2 separate regions of the Mus musculus genome follow, and region 1 is linked to region 2. A link is a contact called in public HiChIP or PLAC-seq data. All regions are on one chromosome and are shown on one strand. Each heading gives the region's core, a stretch centred on a gene start, on an enhancer-like site or on the middle of the called end of the contact. The rest is flanking DNA. Distances are from core to core; before and after follow the strand shown.

Evidence for each region. HiChIP or PLAC-seq counts read pairs in DNA pulled down with a chosen protein or histone mark.
Region 1: a contact with region 2 is called in an H3K27ac HiChIP or PLAC-seq map of bone marrow-derived dendritic cells, with 5 times the contacts expected there. The contact joins two enhancer-like sites. A contact is called at or near these places in 1 of 15 datasets of contacts at CTCF or cohesin (large pre-B cells), 9 of 484 Hi-C or Micro-C datasets (bone marrow-derived dendritic cells, bone marrow-derived macrophages, embryonic fibroblasts and 5 more) and 9 of 115 datasets of contacts at active chromatin or transcription factors (the HPC-7 cell line, T-cell acute lymphoblastic leukemia, bone marrow-derived dendritic cells and 6 more).

What each region holds. Positions count from the first base shown.
Region 1 is chr7:145,092,438-145,098,027 of GRCm38.p6, reverse strand. No RefSeq gene overlaps it. Among named protein-coding and RNA genes, the nearest start is that of Gm46023, 26 kb to the right of the region's middle. Within about 2 kb of position 2,872, at least 14 of the 459 cell types and tissues checked have an H3K27ac peak or open chromatin away from gene starts, as enhancers often do. A contact at or near this core is called in bone marrow-derived dendritic cells, where this site is marked.
Region 2 is chr7:144,989,583-144,995,203 of GRCm38.p6, reverse strand. No RefSeq gene overlaps it. Among named protein-coding and RNA genes, the nearest start is that of Ccnd1, 53 kb to the right of the region's middle. Within about 2 kb of position 4,348, at least 17 of the 459 cell types and tissues checked have an H3K27ac peak or open chromatin away from gene starts, as enhancers often do. A contact at or near this core is called in bone marrow-derived dendritic cells, where this site is marked.

The DNA.
Region 1 (5,590 bases), core at 1,623-4,122, 100 kb before region 2:
TACCCAACCCCCACCATGGACACCACAGCAGCAGCCCTGCTAGGATAGCTTCTTTTCATTTTACAAAATCTCACAACTAGTTAAACCAATACAGGATGGCAGGGGCAGGAGAAAGATGTCACCTGATGGCTATCCTGATGTCAGAGAGAAACCCAAGAGACCCAGCAACCTACTCCTCAGACTTCTTGAGGTGCATGCCTTCTGTTTCCTGCCCGTGAAATGATAACTTAGGGCTTTGTTGGCCACCAATACATTCTAGAACCTTCCTGGATGAGTGTGGTGGCTGCTTCCGTGTTGCCCATAGCTTGATGTGCCCCAAGCTGTATCTGTAGGCCATTCCCTACTTCCTGTTATGAGATACAACCCAGGAGAACTGTGCCAGGAATACCTCAGAGTTGTGACACATTCAAATTTGAGAATGATCAGAGAAGAAACACTGTACTTATTTTTGACATTGTGCACAGGTGACTTGCTGCACTGTGTGTGTGTGTGTGTGTGTGTGTGTGTGTGTGTGTGTGTGTGTGTGTGTAGGGGGGTGGCTATCACGGAGGCAAGGACTACAGACATTATACGAGCTCTGCATTTTCATGCTCTCTGAGACATTGTGAGCCACCTGGGTAGATGGTGACAAGGCCCATATTGGTGACAACACAGATTTTATGTATTTCTAAAGAAATCAGGAGGCTGGAGGGATGGCCCAGCTGTAAAACTACTTGCTGCTTTTGTAGATGACCCGAGTTCAGTTCTCAACATTGACCTTCAGTGGTTCACAACCACCTGTAACTCCTGATGCAGAAGATCTGATGCCTCCTTCTGGACTCTGAAGATACCTACACACACACACACACACACACACACACACACACACACACACACACACAATCTTTGAAAAAGAAGAAATGGAGATGGGAGGCAGCTGAGGAAAGGCAGGTGGCTTCGTTAAGGTGGCCAGCCATGTGGCTTGCCAGGGACTTTCCTGATTGGTTTTGTCATTGAAAGTCCCCATGGTGGGAACTATTGCTTGGGAAAACCAGGACAGTGGGTCACCCACTGCCCTACCTTCCGGGGCATGTCCCCCAAGGGCTGTGTCACCTCTGGCACGTCCTGTGCCTACTTCTAGGACATTTGCTTCCAGGCTGCCTCCCACACTGGCTTCTGGGAAAGTGTTTGCCTAGCAGAGCCCAGTCTGACACCCTCAGGCTTAGCCTGTAGCTCCCAAGGGCTGGCAGCACACTCTGGCCCCAGGTCCCCCATGTCCTGGAAAGAAGGGGAACCAGAACCCATTCCCACGAGCTGGCTCTTCTGTGACCACCTGGGGAGACTGGGAAGAAGTATTGGGAGATACTGGAGGCTACACCTTCCCGTCCCTTGCTGCAAAAGAGGAAACTGAGGCACAAGGCAGGGAGTGTCATGCCCAGCATGTGGCTCTGAGGAACTGGAATTCCTGTCACCCTGATCCATATATCCCCCTCCCCATGCTGTACATGGGGACAACAGTAGACTACCTCAGGAAAAACCCCAGCCACTATGCTGCTGGTTTCTTAGGCCTGTGTCAGTCCAACCAGTGGCTATAGAGCCTTTGGCTCCTTTGAAAAACCAAGGCATGTGAGGCCTCAGCCAGTTCACCCTGATTAAACAGAGGAGACCTAGCTGGTTCAGGGAACAGGTGTAGCCAGCCCAGCCTCCACATGGGGTTAGATAGACTCCCCATGGTGTCTTTCCATCCTCCATCTCTCCTTGTCCCTGTGGCTTTAAGAGGGAGAGCATAACCCAAAAGGTCAAAAGCTGCCCTCCTGGAGGAAGAGGCTTGTCTCTATGCAAAGGACCCAGGCGGCACCAGTATGAGCACCACAGCAAGAGACTGCATGCATCTCAGTGCCATGGTGATCTGGGTTTTATCAAGATCATCTGTAGCTATCTCTCTTTTGAAGAGAAGGTTGTTTGTTTTTTTGTTTTTTGTTTTTTTTTTTGCCTTTTCAAGTTTTTATTTTTTTAATCTTTACTTTTCCCGTGTGTGTGTGTGTGTGTGTGTGTGTGTGTGTGTGTGTGCACGTGTGCACATGTGTGCATGCTTATATGTCCATGGGCATGCATGTGGAAGCCTGAGAATGAGGTAGGGAGTCATCCTCCATCGTCCTTCCATCTCATTCATGCAAGCAGACTCTTTTGACCAGCATTCACATCAGGTTTGGGGGATCTGAACTCAGATCCTCACACTTAACTGCTAAGCCATCTTGCTAACCTTCCTCTTCATTTTCAAGCAGCTTTGTTGCACTGAAAGTAGCACATCCAAATCACAGGCTTCCCCAGCCTATGCTGTCCTCTGGGCCAAGGGGCTGCTCCAACACCATCTTTTAATTGTTTAGTTATTTATTGTTTAGTTATTTATTTGCAAACACAGAGATGGCTCAACATTCCATGACATAGAGAGAGCACATGTTTTAGGAGTCATGCACCAACTCTCAGGTCCTGGGAACAGGAGCTGAAGGCGCTTGGGCTTTTCTGTAGGCCAGAATTCCCATACCCGTGTGAGGAAGAGCTCAAGGCTGATCACTGTCATGCTTCGTTGCAGCTCTGTGCCTTGTCCACTACACCCCGTGTCACAGAGTAAACCTGAGGCTCGAGGAGCCAAGCGTCCTGTCCCAGCTTCAGGTGCCATGAGTCTTACACTGGTTTAGCTCATGGGAAGTGCCGGGTACCACATGGCAGCCAGGTAAGCCCTGGCCAACAGGGACTGTGCCAGGCCCTGGCATCTTTCAGGACTTCTGCTTTGGTTTGCCTCCTGGAAAGTTTCTAGGTCCCCCTCCAGTGTGTGGAGGTTCCCTTGGTATCTTCCAGTGACCCCAGGTCGTACAGATGGGGAACCCCAAGTCAGACCAGAGCTCATAGCTCCTGCTTTGTTCCTCTCCTTCACTTCCCTGCCCACCTTCTCATATATAGGGTATACTCAACTTTAGGGTGACTCCCGAAGGGTATGACTGTGTCTGAACCTCAGAACCTATGGATGAGACTTTGAGTGGAAAATCATGTTTTTGCAGATGTGGTTAGGTGAAGGATCTAGAGGTAAGGTTGCTGAACTCACCATGTAGGCTCCAGTCCTCCAGCAACTAACTACCTTTATGAGAGAAGCAGAGGGGCTTACATACAGTAGAGGGGATGTCAGATGACACAGGGTCCAGGGTGACACTGCTCCCAATCAGGTCTGTCTGGAGTGCCTAAGAGCTTAAAGAGGCAGAAGGATTGCTATGGAGCCTCCCAAGGGAGCATGGCATACCACACCATGACTCTGGCTTTCTGTCTGAAACCCCCAAAGGGTCAAGTCTTTTATCCAAGGCCACCCAGTCTGTGATCATCTGAAGCTACAGGAATGTAAGAGCAAAGTACTTCAATCCGGTGAGAGACAGCAAGATCCTAGGCTCTGCTCTAGGGCGGCCAACCCCACTCCTGTGCCCTGTACACACAATGGCTCACTTGGTTGCTGTACTGTTTCTCCCAGGGTACCCGTGAGTTAGTTCAGAGCCAGTGGGGTGCTTACAATGATGCTCCCTGGGATCCCGTCTGCATGCAGCAGCCTCTACCGGGCTCATGGAGGTCTCTTTACTGCACACCTTGCACCACGAGCCTTGGAGATTGAGATCTTGGTGCTTTATGTACGATGCAACATGACACAGAGAGGCAGACCAGGGCAGGTCCTGGCCATTTGCCAGCATCCCTTCACAGCAGCTCTGTTCTGAAAACCACACCCCATCCTGGTCCCCTAAGCTCTAAGTCACAGGTGTCTTGCCTATTATTTGTGAGTGGGGCTCACACCCAGGGACATCTGGCAACCTCCAGCAAGTTCCCCAGAAATCCATGGCATCTACGGCCTCTTGTCCTGTGTCACAGCCGAGTCAGAAGAAGCAAAGACATTGTGCTGTGAGGTAGAGTGGCAGGCCGAAGTCACTTATCCTGCTTCCCTGAGCCCATCACCCAGCATTCAGCATCCTTGCACACCAGAGGGGATGGGCTGAGAGAGATGCCCTGAGGTCTTGGGAGGGTTCAGGAAGTGCCAGCACACATCTCCAAGACCCCAGGAATGCAGCCCGCTGCCAGGCAGGGGCCTCTTGCCAGCCAGTCTTGCTCCATCCCTCAGCAGAGTCTGTGATCTGGTTCCAGCCCAGGGAGGTACAAACAGCAATTTGGGGCTTTCTGAGGGGCCTCTTTGGCCAGATATTTTCAGTTAAAGCTCCCTGGGCTAGTGGCCAAGCAATGCAGTCCAGGTGAAGGGTCCCAGTGCCCTATGCCACCCAGGAAGGAGCAGAGGCTGGTTTGTTTTTGTTTGTTAACCCTCAGTATTTATCAGCATGTATTTGGAACATCCTGGGTCTTCCCCCACAACTCCGATCAGCAGGCAAGCTAGCAGCCACCAGGCCTTGTGCCAGAGCTGGGTGTCCAGAATTCTCCTAAGGGCTGACTGGGCTGGGGACCATAGAAGGGCTTTGTGCTAAAGGCCTCAGGGAAGCAGGAGGGAGAGACCTAGAAGAGTATGTATTGGGACTGAATTGTGACCCTTTTTACACATGACAGTTCTGATACCAGAGCCTTGGGAGAGACTATATTTGGACATAGAGACAGAGAAGAGCTGACCAGGATGACATAGGAGGCCAATAGGACAGGCCTTGATCTAGTCTAACTGGAATCATTTTAAGAAGTTATATCAGGATGTGGTCACACAGAAAATGGCCACGTGAGTATGCCAGGAGAAGATACCGTCTCCAAGCCAAGGACGGAGGTCTTAGTCAGACTTGTGACATCTCCATTTTGGACTTCAACCTTCCAGGATACAGGGTTGGGGGGGTGTCACCTGTTGAAGCCCCCAGGCTGTGGGGCTACATTGGGAATTCCTCTCCTTCCTCTCACGTTCATGAGAAGGTTCAGGAATGGATGAGGTTGGAAGAAATGAAGGTAGAGGGACCAGAAAGGGGCGTTTGTCCCAGAGCAACAGGAATAATGGACAGGTCCATCCAGGGAGCAGGGCAGGGGACAAGGCTCACATGACCAGACACACTGTTTATATTTACCTATCAACTGTACAGTGCTGCTGTGGACCTTGGGTCTTGCACATACTAGTGGCCTTCTGAATCGAAGCACCCCTCCAAGTTCTGGGCTTTTGTGAGGTAGGATTATCTGATGCAGCCTGGGCTAGCCTTGAACTTGGAATCCTCTTGTCTTGCAGGCATGCACTACCACAACCAACCTAGACATCCATTTTAATGTTGATTTACTTTGTAATGAAAATATGGCTTTCAGGGAATCCAGGTGAATGTTTAATCTGATTTTATTGAGGTGTTATGCTGTAGAATGGTTCTCGCACCTGCTGAGCTCACAGCTCTGTGACTTGGCCAGGTGTGAGTGTAGGAGAGTCCTGAGTCTACGAGGTCATTCTGTCCCCATACCCCTTCCTGGCCCCACTCACAGCCTCATCGTGGTTGGGCCTTTCTGGTCTGCTTTCTTTCATACCAGATTGAACACTTCCTGCAATTTGGTAAAATGCCCTTTGGACCTGCCTTTTTCATACACTGTAGCTTTCAAGAATCTTAAAGGAGTAGTA
Region 2 (5,621 bases), core at 3,099-5,598:
AAAGGTCAAAATTACAGGACACCAGCTAGCATCATCTGAACGCTGACAGGCTAAATGTGGGCATGGAAATATGAAGTAGAATAGGACCAATAAAGGGAAAGTAGTCAACCCTAATTGAAGAGGGGAAGGACCCTCAGCCCACCAACAGTGGCTCAGTATCAGGTCTGAGGGCCTTTCTCTGCAGATACTTGTGAAAATATTTCCTACAGTTCCTGGGTCCCTTCAGGCCACTTGCCACTTCAGAGAGCTTCATAGTAAGAGTTCTACATACCCCTAACGCTAGGAGGGGGCACTCGGTTCTGGCTCTATCTGTGCCAGATGGCTTGGGCCCATCTGAGTGGCAGCCACCTGGGCTTGCATTCTCTCTGATGGAGTCCTATGTGTGACAAACTTCCTGAGCTCCACAGGACATTACACTCTGCAGTCAGAGTCCCTTGGTCTTGGGAAGATGGCAGAGAACAGCAGGTGACTTGCATTTGTCTGGTGTTTCTGTCTGTCCCTCATGTGTGGCCTCGGCTGGACACCAGGATCTGCCATCATCAGTCCCCTCTGTGTCAGGATCCAGCACAAAGCCCTGGACCAGGGTTTTATAGAGAGAGGCCTATGAGACTCAGCCTGAGGTCGCCCCTGTATGGCTCTCTGCACAGTGCTCAGGAGTTCTTACTGAGCCTGGGGCAATTCAGCATCCCAGAACCGGCACAGGAAGAGCCACCCAGCCGAGCATGAGTCACTGTGGTCCTTGCTCATTGACACTAATCCAACCAACAGGATATAATATGTGGGCCTTGCATTATACCTGTGGCAGGGCATTGTGCAACCTCTCTGGGCTCCCAGGACACAGCACTTCATACTGGGTGACTATCATTCCCTGGGGTACATGACAGGACTATTGATAGCTCTGGATGGCAAAAGCTGAAACATGCCCACACACTGTCCGGAGCCCAGGACAGTCCTATAGCTCTAAATGCTCAAGCTTTGACTTTACCATAGCAGCATGTACATGCAAAGGTTGGGAAGCAGAGGGACCTTCCTGTGCAGCTCAGTGGCCCTGGCCAAGCTGAGGCCAAGATCTTTGAAAAAAAATAAAATGTGCTGTACAGGAGCCCTCCTGACTCTGCTTCCATAGTGAGGCTTAGGGAGACGATCTACTTGGCCTGGTAGGGTAGCATCTCTGTCCAACCAATCATGATGTCAGGCAGCCATCAGGGAGCTAATGGCCTGAGTTTTCTTCACATCCCCTTGACTCTTGCCACCACCATCATCAAGCCCAGTCCAGATTCCTATGAATGTGACAGCCCAGTGACCAGCGGTGGCACTCTCTGCCTTCCAAGACCCCACTCTAGGCAGTTGCCCAACAGTCTCAGGATGCACATTCACACATGGGACCATTTTTTGAATTCTTTGGGAGTGAGAGCAGCCAGGCATCAACAGAGCCCTGTTCACAGGCCAGGCTGGCAACGAGAGAGGGAAGCTATTGTGCAGGCCCCACTACACACTGTAGAACAGTGCCAGCCAACCAGACTGCGGGGCAGAGCTTCAGAGGAGGGCCATCCCATAGATGACGAGGATCCCAACTCCAGAGGCTAGACCCTGCCTCTAGATAGCAACTGTCCCAGAAGGGAGACCATGGGGCAGCCATCTTTCCCCACAGAACAATGAGGTTGGAACAGCTTCATAACAGGCAGGCTGCTTTGACTGGGCAGAGGCAATTGAGGCCCCAGGCCAAATGAAACTCCCCATGCAGGCTTGGAGTCTCAGTCCCAAGATGCCATCTAGGTGGTACTAATGCAGACATAGCTAGAGGAGGCCCAGGCCCACTCTGTTCCATCTGGGCAGCAGCCTATGGTTCCCCTCGCCTCTGAGTCACACCTTCATCAAAACCTAGAAATCCCACACGCCCTAGCCAGAAGAGCAGCATGCACACTGTGAGCCCTTGAGTAGTGAGTGAAAGGGTGACTGAAAGAATAAAGATAAGCAAGAGGAAATGGATGGAGAAGGAGGGCATTGAGCTGGGGAGGGGCTTAGTTGGTAATTGATTCCTACACAAGCATGAGGTCCCGAATTTGGATGCCCAACACCCACATGAAAGGCAGGCAGAGCAATGTGCACCTGCTATCCCATTGCTGGGGAGTCGGAGGTAAGTGGGTTCCTGGGGCTCACTGTGCAGAGAGTCAAACTGAATAGGTGAGACCTAGGATCCGAGAGAGACCTGGTCTCAGAAAATGAGGAAGACACCCGAGACTGACCTCTGACTATGCATGCACAGGTATAAACATACATACAAAGATACACACAGGCAAGGAGGAGTGTATAGTTATAAGCATTAGGTGCATGCATTAGATTTGAGGGGTGTGGAAGACCCTAGGCCCTACTTGAGTCATGTCCTCAACCAAATAAATAAGGGGATTCCTGATCACCCAGCAAAGCCAGGGCTCCAGGATCTTCCTCTATGTGCAAGAGAGGTACAGATTGGTACACATATCCATTGACCCAAAGAACACTCAACCCTGGCTGCTGGACATGGTATTGAGCCAAGATGGGCCTGATTCCCGTGCATTCCAAAATCCCCTACGAATTTGGAAAGCACCGGAACCCGGGGACTTTTCCAGAGTGTAGTTCATTCTGCCAATGAGAAAGACTACCATTACATCTGAGTGGTCCGAGAACTGCCAAAGCATGATGACCCACCCAGCAGAGAGGCTCTCCCGCTGTCCATGTAGCCACTGCCTCCTAGGCCTGGCCCAGCATCCCCAAGTGCAGCAGCACACACAAACAGGGTTCCACTTTATAACCTGAAATATCACTTGCCATCCAAGTAGCCCTTACAGGTGCCCCCCCCCCGCATGTTGGCAGCTGCAGCTGCTGGAGAGGGGATACCCACTTGTACCTACTGGGGGAAGGAGCCAGGGTCACATACATGGCCATGAAAACCTCTGCACTTGTCACTAATTAGAAAACTTAGCTGACAGAATTAGTTGCTTTTCTATTGCTATACAAAAACCACTACTAAAGCAACTCATGGAAAGAAGAGTTTACTTGGGCTTATGGTTTCAGGGTTTGGGGCCCATAATAATGACACAGCATGGCAGCAGGTGGCAGTCATGACAGATGGAACAGCTGAGCTCACTTGTCAAACTGTGAGAAGAAAGTAGAAAGAGAGAGTGAAAGTAGAGAGAGAGTGTGAACTGGGAATGGTGACTGACTGAAACCTCAAAGTCTGCCCCTAGTGACACACTTCCCCCAGTGACACACTTCCCTCAGTGACACACTGCCCCTAGTGACACACTACCCCCAGTGACACACTTCTTCCTGTAAGTCCACACCTCTCAAGCCTCTCCAAAAAGCTGCCAACCAGGGACCAGGTATTCAAATGTCAGAGCCTTTGGTGGGCATTGATCATTCTAAACACCATACGACATCATTCACAGGTAAACTCCCTGGGGCCGTCTAAAAGACTGGAGTTTAGAGATCAAACCCAGGAGACTTAAGCAATATCTACATCTGAGTAGCTTCTGCCATCTGCCCTCACCTCCTAATAAAGCAGTCAGATTAGAACTCAGCACGGGTGAAGATAAACCCTCAGACACAGTAAGAGATGTACCCACTTGTCCATGCCCACTGTATCCTAAGCTATCTCAGTCCTATCAAGCCGTCCATCAAGATTACTAACATCCTGTGTGATCACAACCCTGCATTTTCAACTCTGCCGTGGTCTTCCTCCCCTGTGCCTGCATTCTGTTTGTTCATCTAACCTTCTTGCACACTCTGTAGGAGGCACTAAAACAAGTGACCATGTCTTCTGCTCCTTTGCTTCTGGATTCTGGGGAAATCCTTCAACTGTAAACTGTGGCTTGGAGCCCTAGGTTTCATCTCTGTCTGTTAGAATTAACCCAGACAATGCCTCTGGGATGTCATGAGAATAGATCTGTGTGCACATATGAATGCATGTGCATGTGTGTGTGGGCTTGCAGGCATGTGTATGCATGTGTGTTTGTATACACACCGTGGTTAGTTTTAAAAGCCTATTTGCCACAACCTAAAATAATCTGGGAAGAAAATCTCAATGAGGGATTATCTAGATCAAGTTGGCCTATAGGCATTTCTATGAGAAACTATTTTGACTGTTGGTTGATATGAGAAAAATTAGCCCACTTGCGGTGGCTCCATTCCTTAGGCAGAGTTCCAAACTGTACAGAGCATGAGGAAGGTAGAGGGAAGTAGGTAACATGGAGGTGTTCCTTCAGCTCTTGGCTATAGGTATCATGTGACCAGATGTCTCAAGCTCCTGCCTCAGTGACTTCACTTCCATAATGGGACTGTAACCTAGAATTGTGTGAGCAACAGCCCCTTCATGCCTTGAGTTGCTTTTTCCAGGGTATTTTGTCACAGTAACAGAAATGAAACTAGGAGATGGTATATGGTTTGCTTGTTTCAAATCCTCTTTCTTTTGCTAACTTCATTTCCATAGGAGTTCACTTCTTCTGTACCTGCTGTCTTCACTGTCTGGGATCCTTGGTGCCCAGTCAGCATGGGGCTGAGATAGACTGTCCCTCATGCTTCAGGTCACCAAGTCCCCTGTTGTGGGGCTGGGCAGGGAGCTGGGCCAGTCGTTCTCCCTGCTGTGCCTCTCCTCCCAGGCCCCACTCTCTGACTTGATGGACAAAATGTTCTGTTGGTTGATCCTGGGGACATCCTTCAGCTATGTCCCTCCAGTGGGAAGGTCTGAGAGGCACAGTGGTCTCTCTATTCACAAGGACTTCCAAGCTATAGTCACCCCTCTTTAAATTGGGTTCCAAAAGTCATAGTAGAGTCTACTCCACTCTACTCTATTATGGGGGATCAACAACCCCAGATAGAGGCCTGTTGATCTCCCATGAGAAGATGCCTATGATCTATAAGGACTCCATGGTTGGCATAACTCACAGTCCTGATTCTAGAACATTCTAGTCTACCCTCCATGCCTCACTGCCTCCTTGGAATCAAAGGTCTACTTATACCCAGACCAGCTGGAGTCCTGGCAACTGGTCTGACTCACCTGGCTTCATTGTGCCTCAGCTTCCTGAGCCTCAAAGGAGTCCTGGTCCACCCTAGGAGCCTGCTATGAGAACAGAGGACCTGTCATTCAGCCCTTGTTCCAGAGATGAGCTATGATTTGGTGGAAGCCAGTTATGATAAAATCTCTCATGGTGGTCAACCAGCAATGAGGTTCAAGTCTTCAGTTAAGAGCTCCTTTCTCTGGCTGGTGAGCTGTGTGGAGTGTGATGCAATGCCTGGAACTCCTGCAGTCGCTTTGTTTCCACGAGGCCATTCATCCCAGTGACAGTGCCAACACAAAGGGGCCAGAAGTATAAGAAAGCTGGTAGATTTCAAGCCAGAGCCTTGTAGACCATCTACCTCAGGCTGTCCAGCTGAGAGCCACTCAGAGTCAGTGTTTCTGTCTCTGGTAACTGATGAGCAGTCACTCCCACACCACAAGATCTGCTTTCCAGTCCTCTTCTTGGCCCCAGAGTTGGCTTGGTGCCATACAGTGAGACCTTCACCCACTGCCTCCAGCTCTGACCTTCTCAGCATCCCCATCACTGGCTCCCAGGTGTCTTTCTGAGACTGCTGCTGAGCTTAGC